Regions from separate parts of the Mus musculus genome. Here region 1 is linked to region 2. Evidence: chromatin contacts called from public Hi-C data. All regions are on one chromosome and are shown on one strand. Each heading gives the region's core, a stretch centred on a gene start, on an enhancer-like site or on the middle of the called end of the contact. The rest is flanking DNA. Distances are from core to core; before and after follow the strand shown. Region 1 holds the start of Dach1 (dachshund family transcription factor 1). Region 2 has its middle 61 kb from the start of Gm33525.

What was found. Hi-C and Micro-C count contacts between places; a contact is called where the count stands out from the background.
Region 1: a contact with region 2 is called in a Hi-C map of erythroid progenitors, with 5 times the contacts expected there. The contact joins the promoter of Dach1 here to the enhancer-like site in region 2. A contact is called at or near these places in 3 of 39 promoter capture datasets (the HPC-7 cell line and hippocampal neurons), 2 of 484 Hi-C or Micro-C datasets (the AML12 cell line and erythroid progenitors) and 5 of 115 datasets of contacts at active chromatin or transcription factors (embryonic forebrain, embryonic hindbrain, embryonic limb bud and 2 more).

The regions. Positions count from the first base shown.
Region 1 is chr14:98,166,097-98,171,760 of GRCm38.p6, reverse strand. Dach1 (dachshund family transcription factor 1) reads left to right here and starts at 1,996. Exons shown (of 12, transcript NM_007826.3): 1 at 1,996-3,278. The coding sequence starts at 2,452. It overlaps Gm33583 (a long non-coding RNA gene), which reads right to left and starts at 1,857. Exons shown (of 2, transcript XR_003951195.1): 1 at 1,795-1,857.
Region 2 is chr14:96,989,331-96,994,591 of GRCm38.p6, reverse strand. No RefSeq gene overlaps it. Among named protein-coding and RNA genes, the nearest start is that of Gm33525, 61 kb to the left of the region's middle. Within about 2 kb of position 3,866, at least 18 of the 459 cell types and tissues checked have an H3K27ac peak or open chromatin away from gene starts, as enhancers often do. A contact at or near this core is called in the HPC-7 cell line and erythroid progenitors, where this site is marked.

The DNA.
Region 1 (5,664 bases), core at 747-3,246, 1.2 Mb before region 2:
CATAATTTACCATTTAAAAAGCACACTAGATTTTATTGAAGTTAGGAATGGCATTCACAAATAAATTAGTTTTTTTTTCTTTTAGAGTTTAGCACTTTCCACAGTGTTGTATTTCACAAATGCAGCAATTTGACATTTTAAAAATTGGCAATATTTCTAAAATATATTTTGATATTTGTGGTATATACTGAATCTATGCTTTTAGTTAAGAATAGGTTTGATGATTCAAAAATTATTAAACCTCACCTCATTATAACACACTGGGGCAAACAGCTGTGAAAGCTTCATCTATCTTTGTAGAAGTTTATATACTTTTATTCAATTTTTAAAAAATTCTTACACTGTAAGAAAGCCTTCCAATGCAAGTATTGTGCCTCAAAGTTTAGCATAAAAGAGTAATAAGACAATAGTGTCATATTTCACTTTAACGGATTCCTATATACTTAGACAATAAACTTCAGAGTTCAGTGGATTTAAAAAGATAAAGACAAAAGTGATAATTTCAATACCTAAATGGCAAAAATAACATCCTAACATTTCTCAAATCAACAAGCCTGTTATAATAGTTTATTTCTTAAATCTGTCATATGCTGCCTCCTCACATCTTATGAAATCTTTAGACATGTGTAGACAGGTTCAATGCCTAACTACTCCAGATTCCTAGAGATATAAGCAACAAACACACAGGACCTATGCTCAAATTCTATGCTGGTCAAACATCCCGGAAAAAACATCGCTGTGCAACAAGTTAGAGAAGACAGGAGGAGAAAATGAGTGTCTTACTCCCCTCATGCAGCCCCAAACCACTATTCCCTTCTGCCTTCTGTGTTTACAAGTCAACCAGGAGGCTTAGTTTCTATTTCATTCTTTACAAACACATTCTCACTGAGAAAGCAAAAACGAAGTTCCCAAAACATAGCAGGACTTTCCAAATATGAAAGGAACCCAATAATTATTGTGTGACTTAAATAACACACTTTCGACTCTCCTCGGGTACTGAAGGAGAAATGAGAGTTGATTACTGTGCAAGACCAGGTGAATTAATTAGAGTTTTGGGTAAGAAACATCAGTGTGTTTTTGTATTCTACTTTCTAATCTTCAAGGACAGCTGATCTCTTTAGAAATTTCTAGATAAAGAAGTCATCCCTGACCAATCTCTGGAGGTGAAAGGGAAGTTGTTTTAATCCACTGTATCCCTGTCTACTAGGATCAGGAGCACCCATTATTCTTAAGTGACTTTCTTCCCGCAGCTTGAAAACTCTTCTTTATCTTTATATAAACATTTTTGATATAGAAAAAAAACCCGTCAGATACACAAAATAGTCCACACTGCTTACATGTGAATTTTCCTATAATAATAATAATAATAATAATAATAATAATAATAATAATAATAATAATAATAATAATTGCCCAACAGTCATGAGCTGGGGATGTTTCCTTTTGTAACTGCTTGCACAAATGCCCCGCGCGCGCGTGTGTGTGTGTGTGTGTGTGTGTGTGTGTGAACCTAAATCCTTGAAGGTGAGCTGGCAGCGGCACCGCCGCTCTTTCAGTCATGAGGCGTTTGCTCAGAACCTTTTTGGGGTGGGTGGGTGGGTGGGAGCTAAGAGTCTTCTCCTTCAAAGCCACAGAGGAGGTGGCAGGGGATGTAACGGTAGCAGCGCGAGAGAAGTAGATGACCAGCTTTCTCTCCCTCTCTCTGAGCACCACTCTTGGGCCCCGGCTTTTCTAGGGCTTTCCTCCCACCCTTTTCCTCCGTACCCTCCCCCCCCACTCCCGTTTTCTACCCACCCCCTTTCCTCGGTCTCGCGCTCTTGGAGTCTGTGCTCCGAGTTCCTGGTTGGATAATTTGGGTTAATACTAGTGAGTGAGGTTTTCGCGGCTTCAAAGGGTATTTCAAGTATCCGGAGCTCCTCCCCTCCGCACCGTGTGACAACAACAACTCGTCCAGCCGGCAGCCTGCACTTTCAGCTCATTTTCTCTCTGTCATTCCCCTCTCAATCTTTGATCAATGTACTTGCCAGGGAGAACCCAAGTCCCTCAACCCTCCTCCTTTTCACCTTCATCCTTAACTTTGTGCTAGAGCGGGACCCACACACCACCAGCCGACCCTCCCCGCCCCACCCCCGCCTCTCCCCCCCCAAGAGCAGCCCGCGATCCCAGCCCCGAGAGAGGACTCGCATTTCGACTTGCGGGACACTTTTGTGCGTTTCTCTCTCGAGCGCCTCTCGCGCTCGCCCCTCCTGCGCTCGCTCTTTCTTAACCTCACCTCCTTTTTCTCCTCTTCTCTCCCTCTCTCCAACTAAGGTTCCTTCCTAGAGTGCTTGTTGTCTCTGCCCCCCCCCCCACCTCGATCCTTGTCCCCCTTTCTCCCCCTTCCCCTTTGGGGGGTGTGTGGCAACTTTTCCCCCTCGCTTCTCCTCCTTCTGTTTCCCCTTATATGTGACCATGGCAGTGCCGGCGGCTTTGATCCCTCCGACCCAGCTGGTCCCCCCTCAACCCCCGATCTCTACTTCTGCTTCCTCCTCGGGCACCACCACCTCCACCTCCTCGGCGACCTCGTCTCCGGCTCCATCCATCGGACCCCCGGCGTCGTCTGGGCCAACTCTGTTCCGGCCGGAGCCCATTGCCTCTTCTGCTTCTTCTTCAGCCGCGGCCACAGTCACCTCTCCTGGTGGCGGCGGCGGCGGCAGCGGAGGCGGCGGTGGCAGCGGCGGCAACGGAGGCGGCGGCGGGAGCAACTGCAACCCCAGCCTGGCGGCCGGGAGCAGCGGCGGCGGCGTTAGCGCTGGCGGCGGCGGCGCCTCCAGCACCCCCATCACCGCGAGCACCGGCAGCAGCAGCAGTAGCAGCAGCAGCAGCAGCAGTAGCAGCAGCAGCAGCAGTAGCAGCAGCAGCAGCAGTAGCAGCAGCAGCTGCGGCCCCCTCCCTGGGAAACCCGTGTACTCAACCCCGTCCCCAGTGGAAAACACCCCCCAGAATAATGAGTGCAAAATGGTGGATCTGAGAGGGGCCAAAGTGGCTTCCTTTACGGTGGAGGGCTGCGAGCTGATCTGCCTGCCCCAGGCTTTCGACCTGTTCCTGAAGCACTTGGTGGGGGGCTTGCACACCGTCTACACCAAGCTGAAGCGGTTGGAGATCACGCCGGTGGTGTGCAATGTGGAACAGGTTCGCATCCTGAGGGGACTGGGGGCCATCCAGCCCGGAGTGAACCGCTGCAAACTCATCTCCAGGAAGGACTTCGAGACCCTCTACAATGACTGCACCAACGCCAGGTAAAGAGCGGAGGGGAAACCTTCTGTCGCCCTGGTCCTTTCCCACCCTCCTCCTCGCCCTTCCCCTGCTCCCTTCCCGGCGCCGCCCGCTCAGCGCGTCCGCGAGCTGCGCGCCCTGGCGAGCACGGCCCTCTCCTGTCGGTCCCCGGGGCTAGTCTCCTTCGCCCGACCTCCTGGGCAAGTTCGCACTGCTCGCGGCCTGATCCGTGCCGGCCGGGTGTTCCTGATGCTTCCTAGGGCATTCGGGCTAGGCTGCCGCTGAGCTTGGGATGCAGAGTGGGGAACCAGAGGAAGGTGCCTTCCCAGGAGTCACAGCCCCTTCCCGGGCGCGCTGGTGACCTGCACCCGTTCCGGACACTACTGCCTGAGTGTGCACTCCTGGGACCTGGGTTCCTCCAAGAAGCCTCTGGGCACCTCTGGGATAGGAGGGAGGTCGTGACCCTGATCCTGCAGGGCTCCGAAGCTGAGGGATGCGCTCTGGGATAGGGGGGCTCCTCTAGTAAGAAAAGAGGGTGGGCTGGCAGCTGAGAGCGGCGCTGAGAAGTCAGCACCGGAACAGTACCGGGCGCTGAGAGGAGCAGGGGTAATCTGAGAGTTCAACCAAAGAGTTCAGCCCCACATCCCAGAGGGAAGCCTGTGTAGGGGAGGGGTTTGTGTGTGCGCGGATGTGTGTGTTTGTGTCTCCCTATCTGTGTGTGTGTGTGTGTGTGTGTGTGTGCGTGTGTGTACGCGCGCGCGCGCACGCGCTCGTGAAAAGAAAAAAAGAAGTACGTTTGCCCCGGGGCAAATGCGAGGGCACAAACACGTTTTGTTCTTTAGGAGATGACCTGGTGCCCCAGACTCTTGGAAGCTGAATTGGAGAGGTGGGGAAGAAAAGAAAGGGACTTGCTCGCCCTCTTTTCAAAGTGCGGATTGACCAGTCTTCGCTCTTTCTTTTTCTTTTTTCTTTCCACTTTCTTTTCTGAGTTTAGTAGCTCAGGAAAGGTGCAGGTGGTCCTTTTGCCACAGGATGCTAAGGGCTTGAATACTTCTCGCCTAGTCTTCCTTGTGCATGTGCGCCGAGGTGGCCTTGGGACAGTCCCTGACCCAACCAGTTTTATGCTAATGAACGCTCACTGGGGGAGGATCTACCGAGAGGGGGCGGGAGTGGGGCAACTTGTCAGTTTCGGGGTAGAAATGATCCAGCTGCTGGCAGAGGGATAAGTTCAGAGGTTCTGAGAGAAAGAAAGTAGAGAAAGTTGGAGATCATAAGTAGGCACTTGGGAACTGGGAGAAAAGATTCATACACACACACACACACACACACACACACACACACACACACATGCACATACGCACACTTTGGTACCTTTAAAATAAGCTTAATGGTGAGGGGAAAAAGCAGAGGCTCTTAACAGAGCTAAGGAAACTGGACAGGAGAGGTGAGAAACCAGACCCAAAGCCACCAGCAATTTCTTTGAGACTATTCCTCTGTAGGGCCTGGGAAGAGAAAGGAAAAGACCAGAACTCCATCCCAACTTAACTGACCTAGCTAGCAATTCCTTTCTGTGTTTATTTGATGTTTTGATGTTCCTGTCTTGACCTCTTATTTCAGCTGTGGTGTGTGTGTGTGTGTGTGTGTGTGTGTCCTGCTCGCACATACGTGCGCGCACACATGCTTCTACTGGATCCGGTGGGTGGCCAGATGGCATTGGGCACGGGTGGGCATGCTGATTGCTAAATGCCATTTAGTCAGATAACTGTCATTCTTGGTTGTCCAGAAGATAACATATTTGTCCAAAACCTGTCGTAAAAACTACCAGAAGCACCCAGGACATTGTTGTAGAGTCATGAACAATGCACAGTAAAACTGGAAGTCAGTTCAGACACTTGTGTTGCTGGCTGTCACACTGACTCTGTGACAAATTGAGATGCAGCTTTCCTCTTCACTAACGAAATGCCTGCTCTTCTCCCAATATCCATTGTGTTTCTCGTGCTGAATAATCAACAGTCATTTTACATATGTGCAGGCACACACTGACATGAGCACACACACACACACACACACACACACACACACACACACACACCCTGTGAGGAACTCCTTACAGTGGCTCTGTGATGTTATGATACCAAGACTTTAAATGGTAGTTTTAGTCATATAGTCGGAGGATAGTCTTAAAGTTACTTTAAAAAAAAAAGTTTTCTTTTTACTTTCTTTCCTCCTCTTTCCGGTCCCTCCAACCATCATCCTTTTCTTCCTTTGTCCATTTTTCCTTCCCAGAGGTTCCTAACAGTTCTGGAGTCTTAAGTTCCAAGGCCAAAGATCACTTAAACTCAGTAGAATTGTGTATCCCTTTAAAAATACGTCATCTGCACCCTAATTATATTTCATTTGGCCTTAATA
Region 2 (5,261 bases), core at 2,617-5,116:
TGATGATGAGATGATGACTGCTGCACACATCTTACTCTGGATCTGACCTGTGACAGTACAGCCTGATGTATTCGTCCTCTGCATGATTGAACCTTGTCTCCATTTCCCTAATCTGGCAGTTTGCTTAGATTTAGTTATTTATAATGTGCTCATGGCATTTGTCAGTAATCAGAATATATCTTTAAAAACTTACAGTCATTTCTCTTGTATAGAAATTCTGCACTCATAAATATCACTTGAATTGTAGAGTTATTAAATGCATTATCGTCAGGTGATAATATCTCACAGATATGTGAGACCACATATGTTCAGCATTCCTTTATTGAAGAGTGTTTACAAGTTACTAGTTAATTAACAAACCCATGTTAACAAACATTAACTGACATAATGAAATTCTTAGAAATGAAAAAAGAAGGTTTTGTTTAACATAATGTAATGTAAATTGTGATGTATCCTGACCTATATAAAGGTTACATAAAATTATGAATAATAATAATACTTTAAACACCCAAGTTTTGGGAAGAGCTAACTTACCACCAGAATACTTTTTTTTCACACTCTTGTATAGGTTATCATGGTAGTATTAACTGGAAACTCCTCAGAGCTTACAATCGAACTTATGTAAACAACCTATAGAATTGTTCCAAAAATATTTGAGTAGCTGATATGAGAATCATCTTATGAAATTAACCATATTCCATCTCCCAGTATGGACTGTTGTCTACTCTGTGCACTGAAAACTGGAAATCATGAAGGCTACATCTTAATCATTGGGGATATCATAAGTACATACTAAAAGTACAACTTCAATTTTTCAATCATTTTGTTTATATGCTTTTTATTATTTCATATACTCTATGCCATATACTCTATGCCTATATTCCACACCATATACTTCATCCATATACTTATGTAACAGAATTCACAAAAGAGATTAGTCTTTAAAATATATACAGAAAAATGCAGTTTACCAGATATTATTATTTATATTTTACCTTCAGCTACCTCAAAATCCAGATGATATATAATGATGTAGCCATTGTTGCTCAAGAACTATGTGTGTATAGATTACCTCAGATACATGCCTCTGCCTATAGTTAATCAACACCCTACTCATTATTCAATTTTATGACAATAGAACATACTTATAAAATTACAAAATATTTGACAAGGTCTGCTTCAAATCCTTATGATAAACAGACTTGAAACTAGTTCTAAATTTCCCTATTCCTCAGATTTCTCTTAATAAAATGTAAAATTCACTTCTATAGGTTGTTTATAGCATGAGATTACAAAAATAAAAGGTTATTATTAACTTTTTTTTCCCCCAGAGCTGAGGACCGAACCCAGGGCCTTGTGCTTGCTAGGCAAGCGTTCTACCACTGAGCTAAATCCCCAACCCCAAAGGTTATTATTTAATCAGTAACTAAAGTTCACTGATTTAAATAATTTTTATAATTAAAGTTCACCTTGCAAGTATGTTGCTCTGGACCACAGAGTTTGTTCTTTCTCACCACTGTATATTCATATTCGTCCCAAGCTATTTCCCCACCAACTTTGGAAAGGTTCCTTCCTCTCATAGCATCTTAGTTATCTCATCTGGGAAGTAAAGAAAATAATAATTACCCAATAAATGTACTGAGCTGATTGCTGCTCAGATTTTCACATTTAAGTGAATATTGAACACTCTCTTTCTGGACAACCACCTAGCCATTTTGTGTCCCCTAATAATATTTTCCTCTCTGCAGTGGTTTACAAACAGTTCAAAGGCCTGGGGACATTTTCATCTGGGATAGCAGTGACCAGAACAACTTTTCCTCAGAATGAGATTCTACAAATGCCTTTAGGAGATGAGAAATAGTAGTAACATGTGCCACTCTCCTCGGTTAACATAATTTAACAAAATTTCTCACAAGAATGTTTTTAAAATATATTTACTTAAAGTAATATTAGAAAGTTTTCAGGGGGAGATTTGTATACAGAAAGTAGTGCACAAATGCATTTTTGATGATTTGATTTTGTTTTCAATCGCATGTTGTTATGAAATTCTAAAGTTATCATAAGAAAGTTGATCAGGAACCTTACTTCTATTGAAAAGAATGTATTAAAAACACACTAAGAATTCCTCCTCATTATCATAAACATTAAGGAAAGACCTGTCATTAGCCTTCCATAAAATGGGTTATTTGTTTTTCAGTAGAAATGCATATTGGGATAAAGCACAGCTCTTATGACACGGACTAGAGAATTCTCCAGAAGAGTGATGCACTTGTTGCTAAGACAACCCACGAAACATTCAGATTTATGGAACATTAGACCAATAACCCTAAGGTCCTAACTCTGCAGTGGGGTAAGTAAATTTAAATGCTTCAAGTTTCATGGATTGCTTATAGCTTGCCTTGATCTTAAGGAAACTAATGAGAAGAAATAACACAAACATTGTCGTTTGGAAAATTTTACTCATGTATTTTTAATTTTATCTCTTGAGGAAACTTTTAAAAGTTTATCTAATTAGCAAAGTCCAAATAAAATTGTCAAAGAAATCTAAATCAGTTCAAGGCGAGGAAACAGAGGAGAAGAGTATTTGAACTCTACTCTGCACTCACAGACTCAAACACTAGCCTAAATAAGATCCATTATTTTAAGAGTCACTAAAAAGAACGATAAGAAAAAAAATGGGAACAATATTTATTCACATAGGTTACAAAACTAAATAGATGTCCATAAATAAGCTCTCGTTCCCATGATGCCAGTATAGCACACTTTACTTGGTTGACTTTAGCATTAAGAAAACTTAAAGAAGGTAATTAAAGTTCAATATTGATTTTCTAATATTAATTATCATTTCTTCAAATGTTTGTTTTAAAAACAGTTTTGCTCTACATTGTAATAAATGATTTTAGTGATGAAAGTTGCCTTCAAAAGTGTGATGGAAAAGAATTTGTGTAGGGTACTGTACAAATTGAGATACTGTGAGAATGTTGACAACGAGTATCTTCAAACTTCATCTATACATATATTGCAAATTATTTTTATCAAAATTAACCTGATTTCAACTGTTACTCAAATTTGAAATTCTGCTGCTTGTTTTAAATTTTTATCGATAATTGATAAGTTGATTTGAAATAATTTTAAATGGTATTAGCATTAAGATACTTTCTCTACAAAGTGTTGGGAAATACAGATTTTCTGAAATATAAGGGGTTTTGTGACGACAATGATATAAGTTATGTATGAATATAGTTAATCAATGAAAACAAAATATATTAAAGTATCAACAATAATGCAGTGATTTAACTGCTTTCATGGATGTTAAGTCAATAAACTTCTGAAGAATCATATATATTTAACCAAAAAAATAGATTTCTTGCATGTAAATGACCACATTTTAAACAAAAGTTATCTCCCAGACTTTTTAATCTTTGCTACATTTTACATATTGTACTTTCAAATTCATATCTCTGTGTTGACATATTTCAAATAAAGAAAGGGACTGTTGTTATTCTTTCTATGCTGTTTTCATTCAATTAACTCTACCATTTTATTTTTTTCTAAGCAAACAAGATGGCAGTTTACTCAGAGTAAGCCCGTAATAACATATATCGGCTAGAGTTGAACAAACACCTTTGCTCATGCAACGCCTTTTAAAATCAAACAGCTTTTAATAAAAGCAAACACACACGTAAATAGTGTTTCCCTTTGGAATTTGACTGTTAACAGAAAAATGATAAAAACATAAAAATGGTTTAAATTTGTACGGAAGTTAAATAGTTCAGGAAATGTTTTATTAACTGATAGCACGGGAGCAGGGTTTTGTTCTTTGCATGATACAGCAATGAAAGACTGAAACGTGTGCTATGTGGCTTTTGTCAAAGTTCTTCCTAACTGTATGAGCGTTTCACAAGGTTGTTGAAAACCACATTCTTATCAAGCACTCACAAAAGTAAAATTCTGTTTCAATATCTATTTTTTCTTAGATACATGCAGAATTTGAAAGGAGAACAAAAAAGTTCATATAGTTTTAAAATGGGAAAGTGGTTTGTACTTCTAGTAAATTATAACAGACATTCAGAGGAAGTAAAATTGAAACCAGAAATAGATACTTTTACTCTTTTGATATTAGTGTTTGATAACTTGATATATGTATATATATATATATATATAATGTTTTGATAGCAATATAAAATATAAACAAATAGCTATCATCTCCAAGTTAATATCACACAAGAGTATGTTTTCATCATTTAGATACAATTTATGATACATAATCAAATTTCTAAGAAAAATCAAATTTGAAGTGTTTGGAATTGCACATCTAAACTGACTTTGCTAATTTTATGAACTTCCAGTTTTGTATTAGTTAATGCAAATTGAACACAGACTTAGCATACAGGCCATTTGACCTGATATAGGTGATAAGATTGAAGAAGACTGGGATGGTGTGCTGTTTCACTGGGACACAGGATTTTTTTCCTGTACTAGCTGTGTAGAAAGTTAGTTTTTTTTTTTTCACAAATCTACCTTTCTCTCTGTAACTTGGGAATTTTAACTGTAGACTTGGTTTGTTTTTCATATCTTATAGAACTTTATGTTTGGACATGAATGACATTTAATATTAAATCATATTAAATATTTCTGAAACAAATATTCCCTGGTTATCGAATAGCATTACCTGGTTCTATTGGTGTAAAAAAACTTGATATATTTATTTTTTATAATATGTAATCAGATGAGAAAATATATTTATAATATATGCTATGACAAGTCTGCTTCTGATTTTTAGATTCTAAAATATCACATGTAAAATGTAAATTAATATAGTTTTGTCAGCATGGTATCATTTAGCAGGAAGAATCATTAATAATCCTTAAAAGTAAAGTGTGTAATTTAGTGTGATGTCAGGATACACAGTGAGAGGGAAATATATTTAACACAAAATAGAATACAAAATTGCAAGCTTACAATATTAAACAGTTCACAAAATTAGTTCTTGGATATGACATTATACACCATCAGGAAAAGGTAATAACATAATTAAGGGTGTTTGACATAATGTTGCCTGTGTACATGCAGCATACCACACACACTGACATGAGAATTGTCATTTAACAACGGGAACAACATGTTTAAACTCTATTTGAGTGGTACATTGAAAGAAAATTTAAGGTTTTCACATTGATTTCTTTAAGAAAAAAACTATTTCTGAAATTTCTGAAACACAGATGGGCATTTTTACCACACTGCCTGCCCTCATTTCTCTC